Regions from separate parts of the Mus musculus genome. Here region 1 is linked to region 2. Evidence: chromatin contacts called from public HiChIP or PLAC-seq data. All regions are on one chromosome and are shown on one strand. Each heading gives the region's core, a stretch centred on a gene start, on an enhancer-like site or on the middle of the called end of the contact. The rest is flanking DNA. Distances are from core to core; before and after follow the strand shown.

Evidence for each region. HiChIP or PLAC-seq counts read pairs in DNA pulled down with a chosen protein or histone mark.
Region 1: an H3K27ac HiChIP or PLAC-seq map of heart atrium shows a contact between it and region 2, with 4 times the contacts expected there. The contact joins two enhancer-like sites. A contact is called at or near these places in 1 of 15 datasets of contacts at CTCF or cohesin (the NIH/3T3 cell line), 1 of 484 Hi-C or Micro-C datasets (forebrain) and 1 of 115 datasets of contacts at active chromatin or transcription factors (heart atrium).

What each region holds. Positions count from the first base shown.
Region 1 is chr8:125,347,753-125,354,126 of GRCm38.p6, reverse strand. No RefSeq gene overlaps it. Among named protein-coding and RNA genes, the nearest start is that of Gm30713, 35 kb to the left of the region's middle. Within about 2 kb of position 4,211, at least 75 of the 459 cell types and tissues checked have an H3K27ac peak or open chromatin away from gene starts, as enhancers often do. A contact at or near this core is called in heart atrium, where this site is marked.
Region 2 is chr8:125,119,056-125,125,379 of GRCm38.p6, reverse strand. Disc1 (disrupted in schizophrenia 1) reads right to left here. Exons shown (of 13, transcript NM_174854.2): 4 at 740-887. Among named protein-coding and RNA genes, the nearest start is that of Disc1, 68 kb to the right of the region's middle. Within about 2 kb of position 4,674, at least 8 of the 459 cell types and tissues checked have an H3K27ac peak or open chromatin away from gene starts, as enhancers often do. A contact at or near this core is called in heart atrium, where this site is marked.

The DNA of each region.
Region 1 (6,374 bases), core at 2,962-5,461, 230 kb before region 2:
TAACTGTGGGCTGTGTCCAGTTGACAGCTTAAAACAAACAAGGAGACCTGTTAAGAATACACCACGAGGTCTTCCATAGACAGGAGAGTGTTAGGTTAGACATAGGTAGGGACGATAGACAGTTTCCCAAAGGGACTAAAAATAGCCAAGGTAATATGGCTTTGTCTACAACATTTTAAACCTTCCTAATCTTGAAGTTCAGTCATTTGGCTTTGTAGAATCTTTAACATGGGAGCAGTTCTCTCTCTCTCTCTCTCTCCCCCCCCTCTCTCTCTCTCACACACACACACACACACCTGTCAAGTCCTTGGAGAATCTATGTGCCCATAATGCTAGTATGTTCCATGTTCCCAGACCCCAGACTCAAATATCTGGGGCAGGCGACACAGCAGGCTTATGTTGGCATGGTACTGACCATACATCTTCAATAGACCACAGGTCACTGGCAAATTGAACCATGAGGTTCTGGTCTGAGAAAAGTTTTGGATCTATAAGCTCACACTTGCCTGGAGTGACCTGCTCCTCTGACAACTTCAAGCCGTTCTTGCTACCCAAGACCCTGGGATGGCATAGTACAGAAATGGGCTTCCAACCCCTCGTGCCTCTGTTAGAAATCTCCCATTTCCACCCATTTAACATTCTCTGGAGATGCCTCAGAAAAGCCCCACAGGCTAAGCACTACCTCAGCATGAGCGACAAGGGATGTCAGAACCCAGCAATCTGTCGGTTTCAATTGCTTTTCCATCTTCAGCTTTGTGCTAAAATCTTGAGGAGAGTTCCTGATAAGCACACATAGCATGAATGGCTGGCCACACAGGTCAGATTCAGACAGGACAACCCAGCATGAAGCAAATCATGTTGCCTGAATGGCTCTCACAGTGGTTATTAAGCCTACGGGGAACTGTCATTCCTAAAAAAGCATTACAAATACAAATTTTCCATGGTACTGTGGACAAATGCTACTAGAATCCAGGCTGATATAAGCCCAGAAGCCTGAATTTTATAAAGCCTCATTGCTGGATGGGGTTTCCAGAAAGTCATGTGATGTTCAGAGCATGCGCACATCTCAAGAACCTCTTTTCCCTCCATTGGGGGGTGGGGTGGGGGCTTTCTTCACAACGGGGGGGGGGGGGAGCTTGGGAAGGGGAGACTCCTTTTTGATTTCTGCAGGTTATTGATTTTCTTGATTTGCAGAGAGAATTTGTACAGGGCAGTGCATATGACGGCCTTTCTTGTTTTCTGGCTCTTGGAGTAAACTTTCTTATAAAACTTTTTGCTTTTTGTGTGTGGGCGTTTTGTCCACTTGTGCACCACATGTGTACGGTGCCTGCAGAAGCCAGAAGAAGTGGTATTTGATCGACTGGATCTGGAGTTACAGATGGTTGTAAGATGCCATGTAAGTGCTGGGAATTGAACCCCAGTCCTTTGAAAGAACAGTGGTGTCTTTAACACCTGAACCATCTTTCCAGCCCCACAAGTTAACTTTCTTATTCCCACAGTCCTGCATGGGGGACTGATCCACTCTTGCCTCACAAATGAGCCTCTTAGGTCATCAATGCCTTAGCCAGCCAAGAAGGGTGAGTGACAAGTTAAACCACTCCACACTTGCTCTCATTTGCAAGTCCTATGAGAAACCACCTTCTGTGGCCTTGGAAGCTCCTTGCCTCCTCCTCTCTGCACCTTTGGCCCCTGCACGTGGCTTTTGAATCTTTCTCAGGCTGTCTCTGAGCCTCCTGCCTGCTGGGCTCCTGAGTTCCAACGTCTGAGCCTTGGAGTTTTCTTATTTTGTTCGCCTTTGCTTTTTCTGTTCTCATTATTTTCCTTCCAGGGGTCTTGTCCTGGCCTGGACTAGAATTTCTTTCTTCTCTCTGCTTTGGGAAGTGTTTCACCAGACTAATTTCTAAGGCCTCTGCAGTGCTTGTTCCTGCGTGTGACCTGACATTCCGTTGATTCTGGCTTCTGTTTCGCTCCTTTCAATCTCTCTCTCAGTGTGAGTTCGGACATTCTTCCTCTTCACCCTCCATCTTTAGTCACATGGGCATAGATCAATAGACTCCATCCTACCAGAAAACATACACAATAAAAACAAATATAGCCTGTGAATTCTCTGATCCTAACAGACAATAAACACTTGCAGGCAAATTATAATTTTTTTTTCTCACAAACTGATGTGTCTTTGCCTCCAAGATTCAGAACTGGATTCCAAAGCAAGCCACAGTTCTCATGAGCTATGACACAAGCTATAAATAGATCAGGCTCAGTCACCAGCCTCGGTTTCCTTATCTGAAACGTGACAGGCTGGACTCAGTCACTGCTGGCTAACTCTGTCATCTTTGTCCACTGTCTGTAGATGTTGTTTTCCAGTGTGACAATACTTCCTGCCCCTGCCACCTGCCTCTGTGTGTTTCTTGATCTCTCTTCATGTGTCTCTCTTCCTTGTTCCCTGTCTCTCTGTCTGTGTTCTTCTCTGCGTCTCTTCCTGCCTTTTGTGTTGGGTTCATTTCCGTCTTTACACAGTGCAGTAAGCCACTCGCTGCCATGCCTCCTCCTGACATTCCCCTGCTGCCACAGCAGCTCTCTGCATGGTTGTCTTTCGTCCAGTGTATTCGCCATACACGACTACCAGGTTGTCTCTGCCAGACATAGCAGCACACAGCCATGAGAAGCCAACAGAGACCCTTCCCCCAGACACAAGCCACTGTGTGCCCAGATGTTCAGCTTTGTGGATTCAACTTTGTCAAACCCAGGAGGACATAGGCTTTGTCCTATTGTGCTGGCCAACAATCCTGGATGGTATCTGCAGCTAGACTCATCACCAAAATGACTGAGTAGAAACTGTCACACAACTTAATCTCGTCTCATGCTTTCTCACATGGCTCCCCTTTGACCACAGAGCGTCCTGGCAGCGGTGTATCCAGTGCTCACAGGTTAGATTATCCCATTTTACAGACAGAACTCAAGTGCAAATTGCAGAAGCAGGATCAAGACCTCCTGGTTGTTACTGAGCTGCAGTAAAAACAAAACAAAACAAAACAAAACAAAACAAAACAAAACAACCCTTGTTTTCTTAAAAGTGCAGATGCAGAAGTGGACCCAGGCTAGAATCTCCCAGAAGCCTGGTAGGGCCGTCCCAACTCCTTTCTGTTTGCAGGATCTGCAAGCAGGGCAAGGTGTTAGATACATTAGGTCCTGCAATGACCTCCACCTGTGTGGGATGAGGCTGGGCCTCAAAGTGGTACAGAGACAGCACTGAGCACAAATGCTCTGCCAGGTTCTCCCTGAGGTATCTCTCTTCCCCTACCTGTCTTCACTCTAACCTCTTTCCACTGCAGCAGACAGTGGTCATAGAGAACACATTTCCCTGTCATTCCACAGCTTCCACGATGAGCGCTAGTCTCGTGTCCTTCACTGTAAGCCCTGGTGGACACAGGCTCTGACTTGAACAGAAATATACAGGTGTTATGCTTTGAGTGTAAAGTGTCCCCTAAAGGCTTGTGCCTTTGAACACTTGGTCCCCAGATGGTGGCAATATGTTTGAAAGGCTGTAAAACCTTTACGAACCAGAAGAAAGTGGTTTGCTGGAGAGCTGGGGAATTTTAGGGAGTAGTGTTAGGTCAGGTGCCATTTTGGATCCACCACATAGTGAGCTCTAGGCAAACCTGGGTGAGCGAATGAGATTCTCTCTCTGAAAAGGAGTAAAAAGAGGTCTGAAGATGTAGCTCAGTGGTGGAGTGTTTACTGAAGGTGGGTGTAGACACACTGGGTCCTAGGCCCAGAACAGAAAACAAACAAACAAACAAAAAGAAAACAATAACAATAACAACAACAATAACAACAAAAACCTCACTTAAGATTTGGATGTTTCTGTTATCTAGTGTGTATAAATTGTGCTTCAATTTGGAATATTGATAGGTCTTTCTTTCTTTCTTTCTTTCTTTCTTTCTTTCTTTTTTTTCATTTTGAAAGGACACCTGGTCAGTTTGTACCGGGTGTTTCTAGGTAGTTGGCCTCTTGTTTGAGAATGAAATAAAACCTTGAGCAGATCGAAAAGTAGCAAGGAAGCTTTGCAGGAAGCAAAGTGACCACGCTAATCAGAAAGAAATTCTCTATGAAGAGAAAGCAGCCACACCTCAGAGCACCAGCAGGCTCAGTTCCCTTCCTCCTCATTTCTCAGCCCCCAGAGATGGCCAGCAGCCCTGTGCTGTTCCTGGGCAACTGCTGTCTCCATGGACACTCAGCCTCTTGCCCCTGTTCCCAGTCTTCTGTCTCCGAGTGCTCTTTCTTTATGAGGACACTGACCTCTGGCTTGGGTCCAGCTTAACTCATCATGACTTGGTGTTGACTGACAGTATCTATAAAGAACCTTTTTCCAAGTGGAGTGGCCTCTGAGGTCCTAGGTGGACACACCTTGGGGAGAGGGGAGACTTGCCCCCCACCCCCACTCCCAGCTTCTATCTTCTCGGGTTCTTCACCTGGTGTCATCAAAACTAGATGCAGAAGTGTGTGAAGACCACACTGAATGAGCAGCTCCTCCCTCTAGACTGGCCCTCCTACCCAGCATTCCGGAGCTCCAATCAACAGGCTCTGGGCTCTCAGCCAGGCTCCTGTCCTCGGGGATTAACTTTGCTTTGAATGATGAGCTCCAAACACTTGCACTCTGGTTAAGAGGAAACACCGCGTGACCCAGCAACCAGGAGACAAGGTTGTTAACCTCAGGAGCAGGCTCACATTCTGTAGGAGTTCCAACACTGTTGCTGGGAACAGAAAAGTGTCCCACCCCTCCCCCTTACCCAAGCCCTTCCCTCACCCCCCTCCCCGTTTGCATTTGATCTTACAGTGAAGACAGACAGTGAGATATTAGCCATGTTATCAACCGCATAGGAAATGGTCTATGTTCTGCAGATCTTACATATACACATATGTTACAGCATGAAGTGCTCCCGAGGAGGTGGTTACCAGGGAGCACTGCAAAACTCACTCAGGACATAAGAATCCGAACAAGGGAAGGCTCCACCTCAGTGCCTGTAGCCTTGGTGACCTCCCGTGGATGGTCCTGTTCTTCCTTCCTCTCTCTAGTTGCTTTCCGAGGCCCCCATCCTCATCCTAATCCCATGAGCAGGAATGAGCCAACTTTCCATGGTCCCAGAGTATGTGTCAGTCTTGAAAAGTTCTAAGACAACTGGGTCTCTGATGTTGAAGTGAGCTCTCACTATGGCCCCTCTCCGGCTCCTACCCTCACTGAACATTTTAAACGTGAAAAGTACTTATAAGACAGTCAGAAACAAACACAAGCCCTAGGCCTGTGGACCAGAAAGAAAAAAGTGTCTCTAAAGCTGACGGAGGCAGAAGGAAGTCCCTCAATCATAAGTAGCACAGCACCCGTTCCTCCAACGCACAACATCCATATAAACAGAGGGAGTGGGGGTGGTTGCCCGTGCCTTAGCGAGGCTAGCAGGGCTAGGGCAGAACTCAGCTGACCTCTTAAGGGTGTGGCCAGACTCCAAAAGCAGCTATGGGACTGAAGCATCTTCTCCTTGTGAGAGCCCACAGCCCCGTTCCCCTCCCACCCCACCCCCCACCCCCAGCACTGTGGGAGCTCAGAGCCCTATATCCTCCTCCCAACAAGACATTGTGGGAGCACAGAGCCTTGTTCCCACCAGGGCATTGTGGGGGATCAGAGCCCTGTCCTACCCCCACCCCCCCGGGGCATTATGGGAGCTCAGAGCCCTGTTCCCACCAGGGCCTAGGGCGAAGGAAGGTGTTCTCCAGTGGTCTTCACAGTGTGTGTGAGCAGGTGTCTGACTCGAGTTCAACCGGAGGATGGGAAGCATCTTCGTACCCTGGAGGGAAGGATGGGGCACAGCCAACAATAGTGCTGGGTGTAGGAGACCGGAAGCGCTGGGATACAGGAGCAACTCAGGTGCTGAGGCAAACCCTGGACACTGGATCTTGGGTAGCCAGGATGGTTAAAGAAAGGAGGTTGGGGGAGGAGGAAGGAGAGCAATGTAAGGAAGAGAAGGATGGAAGAGGGGACTTCGTTAAGAAGGAAGGAAGTACCAAAAGCAGGACAGAAAGAAGACAGGATTCAAGAAAGATCTCTGAGCAAATTTAGTTTTATTATTATTATCATTATTATTATTTTTTTAAAGCTAGCCATGCCTGGTGGTGTGTGACTTTAATCCCAGCACTTGGGAGGCAAAGGAAGACAGATTGTTATGAGGCCAGCCTGGTCTACACAGCAAGTTCTAGACTAGGCCACCGAGGGGCCACACAGTGAAGAAAACCCAGGAGCAGATTTCATTTGCACTCAGCTCAGATCCCTTGGACTCCTCCCTCCCACAAGCCCCTGCTTTCCCATCAGCTGTGCCTTAGTG
Region 2 (6,324 bases), core at 3,425-5,924:
CAACACGCATATATCTCTACAGAAGGACACAGTGAGACTGCATGCTCCGTCACTCGCTACCCCTAAAAGAGAAAGTTGGCCTCCTTGTCAAAACCGGTACCAGGGAGACACAAAGATAAAAGATAAAATGTGCAATGCCATGGGCACCTAGCAGGAACGGGCCATGCAATCCTGTGATTGCTGAGGTAAATTGGCAGTGGGAAGCAAGATGCAGTTGCCGTGACTGCATCTGAGCCTACATATGTAGATGCCTACCTAAATCCTGATTGTGCTCACAACAGCAAAAAGTGAAAACACAAAAACAACAACAACAACAACAACAACAAAAGTACCTATTCCCTCTCGGGCTTTATTTGGCCAGGGGATAGGGGACACAGAGCAATGAGTCTCAGAATATTCAGATGTACCCAGCTTTAGACCCATGTCAAACCGTCTGACTCAGCTAATTTGGGGCTCAGACTTCAGAGTTCCTCCAGATGATACCAGATGGTAGCCAGGGCAGAGGACCTCTGTGTTTGTCCTCTGCCCTGTGCTTGTCTAGTCTTTCCCATCACTTTGATGGGCTTCTTTCTCAAGAAGGAGGACTCAACTAGGCCTCCCTCTAAATGGACCTATCTTCTCCAACATCCAAAGAATTCCCCCCAGGAAAAATCACCCCAGGACCTCCCAGCTCTTGACTGCATGGCAGTGGGGAAGAGGAAGCCAAGCACGGACTGTGGTGGCATCCACGGGTACTCACCTTTGGGTGGCTCCATGCAAGGCCACCTGTATCTGTGCTGCCAGGTAACCCAAGAAGCTGCGAAGAGCAGGTTGCTGTGAAGGCAGAGCCCAGGACAGGCGGCCTTTCTCCTGTTCCAGTTCTTCCAACCTCTGTCTCAATGTCTCTGCTGGAAACCCAAAGAGGTAAAAGCAGGAGAAAGACCATGAAATTCAGCACGATAATCCCACATCTCTTCTCAACCCAAGCCCAGCTGCATCTGGACCACTCAAGGCTGAGGGCTATTTCCCACCCCTGTCTGTTTCTCCTCCAGAGCTCCAGAGACCTTTCCATCACCGCCTCCTCCTCCCAGCTGGCAGGGCTGTAGGTTACCAGCCTCTGTGGTCACAACTCTGCCCCACACCCAGAAAGGACAACTGATGTTACTTTTTTAAATCATGATGATCATTTGGGAGAAAATTGTCAAATTTGGGGGATTCTAAAAGAGCAGGTTATTGATTGGTTGGTTGGCTAGCTGGTTTTTCAGAAAGGGTTTCTTTGTAGTCCAGGACAACCTGGGACTCTCTGAGAAGCTAAGAATAACATTAAACCTCAAGTCCTCCTGCCTCCATCCCCCAAGTTATAGAATTATAGGAATGCACCACTATATTCAGTTTATACAGTGCTAGGGATCAAACCCAAGGTTTCAAGCACTCTAGGGACTGAGCTACATCCCTAGCACTTTGGAGAAGTTGATGCTCATAAGACAATTCTTTTTTAACAGCACAAAATGTTAAATTTAAAGAAATAAATAAAAACTGCTTATCAAGTTGTAGCCAATCACAGGCCTTGAAAGCACAGAACCCCCTCTGTCACACAGTAAGTCGTATGGTTATTCTAATGCCCTCGGGTCATCTTGGACAATTTATAAGTGTGGATCACTATAAAACCACTTTTTAAAAAAACCCCACAGATATTGGAATCCATTCTAGTGAGAAATAACCTTCATGATCAAATCCTAAAAAAATGCGAAGTTTCCTATAAAGTCATCTTTGAGCCAGGAGTGATTGTTTACCACTCTTAGGAGGCTAAGACAGGAGACTCCTGAGTTCAAGAGTAGCCTTGGGTATATAGCCAGAGCCTCTTTCAAAAAAATAACAAATAAAATAAATAAAGCTATATTTAAAGAAAAGACTGAGCTAAACTCCCATCCTTGGATCACCAGGGTGGCACAGCAGACAAAGGAGCTCGCCACCAAGCCTGAAAGCCTGAGTTCAACGCCCAGAGCCCATGCGGTGGAAGAAGAGAACCAACTCCCACAAGTTAGATGTGCAAAATAAATAAAATAATGGGGCTGGGCATAACGGGGCAGAGGTAAGTGGATCTCTGTGAGTGTGAGACCCTTCCAATCTAACATAGAAAGTTCCAGGCCAGACAAAACTATGTAGTGAAACCTGTCTCTAAACATATGAATGATGGATGGGATAATTAAATGAATGGTGTAAGTCCCACCCTTCGAGGCTCACATCCCTGTGTCCTTGTCAGGTGCTGTTCTGTGACCTTGAATCTCTCTACTGGATTGTCGCAGAAAGATAAGATCTCAGACGGTCAGCACTGGCCATCTTTGCTGGGGCCTGCTCCAGTGTCCTGTGCATGCATCGCTTGCTATGATATGATAAGAACATTCTACAGGCTTTCCCTAGTTCACTGTAGTTCCCGAGATGCCCCTACATATCCCAAGGGCCCTACAGACTATTCCCATGGAGTCCATTCTACATTAATAGTTTCTAGCCTTTCTTCACAGATCAAGTTAACACTAGTCACAATGTAAGATACAACACTTCTCCCACACTGGTAGTCACAATGTAGCAGATACAGCCCCTCTCTCACACTGGTAGTCACAATGTAGCAGGTATAGCCCTTCTCCCATACTGGTAGTCACAATGTAGCAGATACAGCCCCTCTCTCACACTGGTAGTCACAATGTAGCAGATACAGTCCCTCTCACACTGGTAGTCACAATGTAGCAGATACAGCCCCTCTCTCACACTGGTAGTCACAATGTAGCTGATACAGCCCCTCTCTCACACTGGTAGTCACAATGTAGCTGATACAGCCCCTCTCACACTGGTAGTCACAATGTAGCAGGTATAGCCCTTCTCCCACGCTGGTGCTTGGCCAGCAAAGGTGCCCAGGTGACGGGAAGGCAGTGAATGAACAAGAGTTTGGAGAAGCCCCCATCAATAAGTGAATTTCCCATAAATGCACCAAATGACCTGAATTCAATGTTCAGACACTGCACAGAGAATAGAATTCGTTACTTGTCTCATTGCTGTGACAAGATGCTAGACAAAAGCGAGGTAAGAAGGAATGGGTCTATTTGGACTCATGGAGCCAGCCAGTACAGCCTGTGGTGATGGGGACGAAGGGCTGCAGGAGCTCGGGATCACATTGCATTTATAGTCAGGAAGCAGAGAGAGAAGAATGTTCTCTTTCCCTTTCTATTCATGCAAAAGCCCTGTCCTAGGGGTGGTACCTCCCACAGCCAGGGTAGGTCTTCCTCCTCAGTGAAACCTCTCTGGGAAAACCCTCATAGACGCATCCAGAATCTATCCCCCTGGGGAGCTTAAATCCAGTCCACAAAGGAGACTAGCCATCACAGGAATTTGCCCAGGACCTGTCCTACTGCCCTAAGGGTATCAAAAAGTGGATTCCAGGACCAAGTCCCAAATAACTGGACTTTGTCCACACTACCTTCTTCACGACTGCCTGCCAGAGCTAATTGGATGTTGCTTTCCAAACACTGTTAGTGATACATCCTTTTCAATACTGGTGTTCATCAAACAGGCCACTCGGTTTTCTTGGTCCAGGCTGGGCAAGGTCTCCCAGACTCTACTGAGATATTCCCACTCTTTAACAAGCACCTGAAGGTCATGTGGCTTTTTTTCTCAAGAACTTATATATTGTTCTATAAAATAAAAACTTTTGGTGAAAACCACTAAAAATCTTGTTAAATGCTCATAAAATGAAACGCTAATTAAGGCAGTTATAATGAGATTCACTGTGCAGGGGCCAGGGAAAAACCTGAGTTCAACTCTGAGCTTAGCCAGCTGTCTGTCTGACCTTCAAATTATTTAGCCTTTCTAGACTCCAGTTTCCTGATCTGTTAAAAAAAAAAAGACATTAATAATAATCTCTATATTATGGGCCTAGGGATTAACCACCATAATCTAAACAATACATCAAGCTTTATGTCTGCAATTTAGTTAATGTCAAAGGACTGGTTATTATTAGCAGCCCTGATGTGTACGGCTTTGGGAGGCTCATGCTGTGTTTAAAAATCCCAGCCTGGCTTCCCTTGGTCCTCTGCTATGCTCTAAACTGTCTCCTGGTCCTGGATGGTCCCTAAAGGGTTAATCCAGCAAAGCAATCACCATGGAGAAGAAAACAAAGGAAAACAGGGAGTAGAACAGGAGAGGTCCCAGCTCAGGCCGGCTCTGTGCTGTCACTCACTCTGGAGACCCTGGCCACCTGAAGTTCTCTTTCAGGTTTAGAAAAGGGAATGTGAATACTCAGCTGTGGCATTAAAGCCTTGGCCACTCTCTCAACTTTCTCAGGGATTCTAACTCTGCAACGGCCACTAGGCACAGGGGATGCAACTTCCTAGGCAGCATCTTCTCCATTTGGTACTCTACACCCAATTTTATATACTGGTAGCTCACTGGTTCCGCAGGTTACACCCCCCACCCCTTATGCTGATGGGCTGTACCAAGTAGAAGCCCTGAGTGACTCTCGCCTTGAATTTTAGGGCCATTCATAGTGAGCAAACCAAGGAGACGTGGGATGAGGGTAAAAGGGGGCAGCAGAACCACTTACACCATTGGAAGGGATCTGGTGCTGTCTCAAGGTACACGGAGCCATGGATGGCTTTGAGCAGAGGTGTGCTTTGAAAGCAGTTAGTGCTCCGCTGCCCCAGCCCCAGTCTGCTGCTATGTTGGGCAAGTCTATAAATGGGCAGAATCTGGGACAACCAGGTCCCCACTGCCCTCAAGTCAAGTTCTGAAGTGACCAGGGCAAAGTGGTGGTGACAGAATGGTCCTCTGGCAGACAGAGACAGGAAAGTGTCACACTCTCCACTGATAACCTGCAGCTCTCTCTTGGATGGTTCTTGCCTACATTCCTGAGATGCTAGGCAAGCCCAACCTGCCCTGCATGGAGAGGATCACAGTCTACACTCCCATACACAGTCTACACTCCCATACACAGTCTACACTCCCATACACAGTCTACACTCCCATACACAGTCTACACTCCCATACACAGCCTCTACACTCCCATATACAGTCTACACTCCCATACACCGTCTACACTCCCATACACAGTCTACACTCCCATACACAGTCTACACTCCCATACAGTCTACACTCCCATACACAGTCTACACTCCCATACACAGTCTACAATTCCCATACAGTCTACACTCCCATACAGTCTACACTCCCGTACACGGTCTACACTCCCGTACACAGTCTACACTCCCATACACAGTCTACACTCCCATACACAGTCTACACTCCCATACACAGTCTACACTCCCATACAGTCTACACTCCCATACACACTCTACACTCCCATACACAGTCTACACTCCCATACACAGTCTACACTCCCATACACAGTCTACAATTCCCATACAGTCTACACTCCCATACAGTCTACACTCCCATACACAGTCTACACTCCCATACACAGTCTACACTCCCATACACAGTCTACATCCCCATACACAGTCTACACTCCCGTACAGTCTACACTCCCATACACAGTCTACATCCCCATACACAGTCTACACTCCCATACACAGTCTACACTCCCATACACAGTCTACACTCCCATACACAGTCTACAATTCCCATACAGTCTACACTCCCATACACAGTCTACACTCCCATACACAGTCTACAATTCCCATACAGTCTACACTCCCCTACACAACCAGATCCCTCTACCAGCCACGGCATCTCACCTCTCCTAACTGTAAGCTTCTAGTATTAGAGAAAAAAAAAAAAACGATGTCACTCTACCTGGCACCTGCAAGGCTCAGAGACCAAGCACATCTGGTTAAAGGGAGTCTTGGAGGCCCTCAGCCTGTTCATTCAGCCTAGGTCATTGCCACTAACAACTGCATGAGTAGCAAAATTTAGATTCTCCAGAACCCACATAAATGCCCAGTAGGCACAGCAAGCCATCTATAATTCTAGAATGTGGGAAGCAGAGATAGGTGACCTCCAAAAACAAGCTGACTGACTAGACTAGCTGTACAGCTGAGCTCTGGGTCCCACTGAGAGACCTTGCCTCAATGAATAAGGTTAAAAGCAACAGGGGAAGATTCTCTACATCAACCAAGGGTCTCCACATGTATGAGCATGCTCATCCCTGCACACACATGCAAACGCACACATACACACATGCACACTCACACACACACACACACACACACACACAAGATTCCCTATAGCAACCTAGGGCCTCCACATGCATGAGCATACTCATCCCTGCATAAGCATGCAAACACACATATACACACATGCACATGTACACACACACATGCAAACATGAGTAATAGA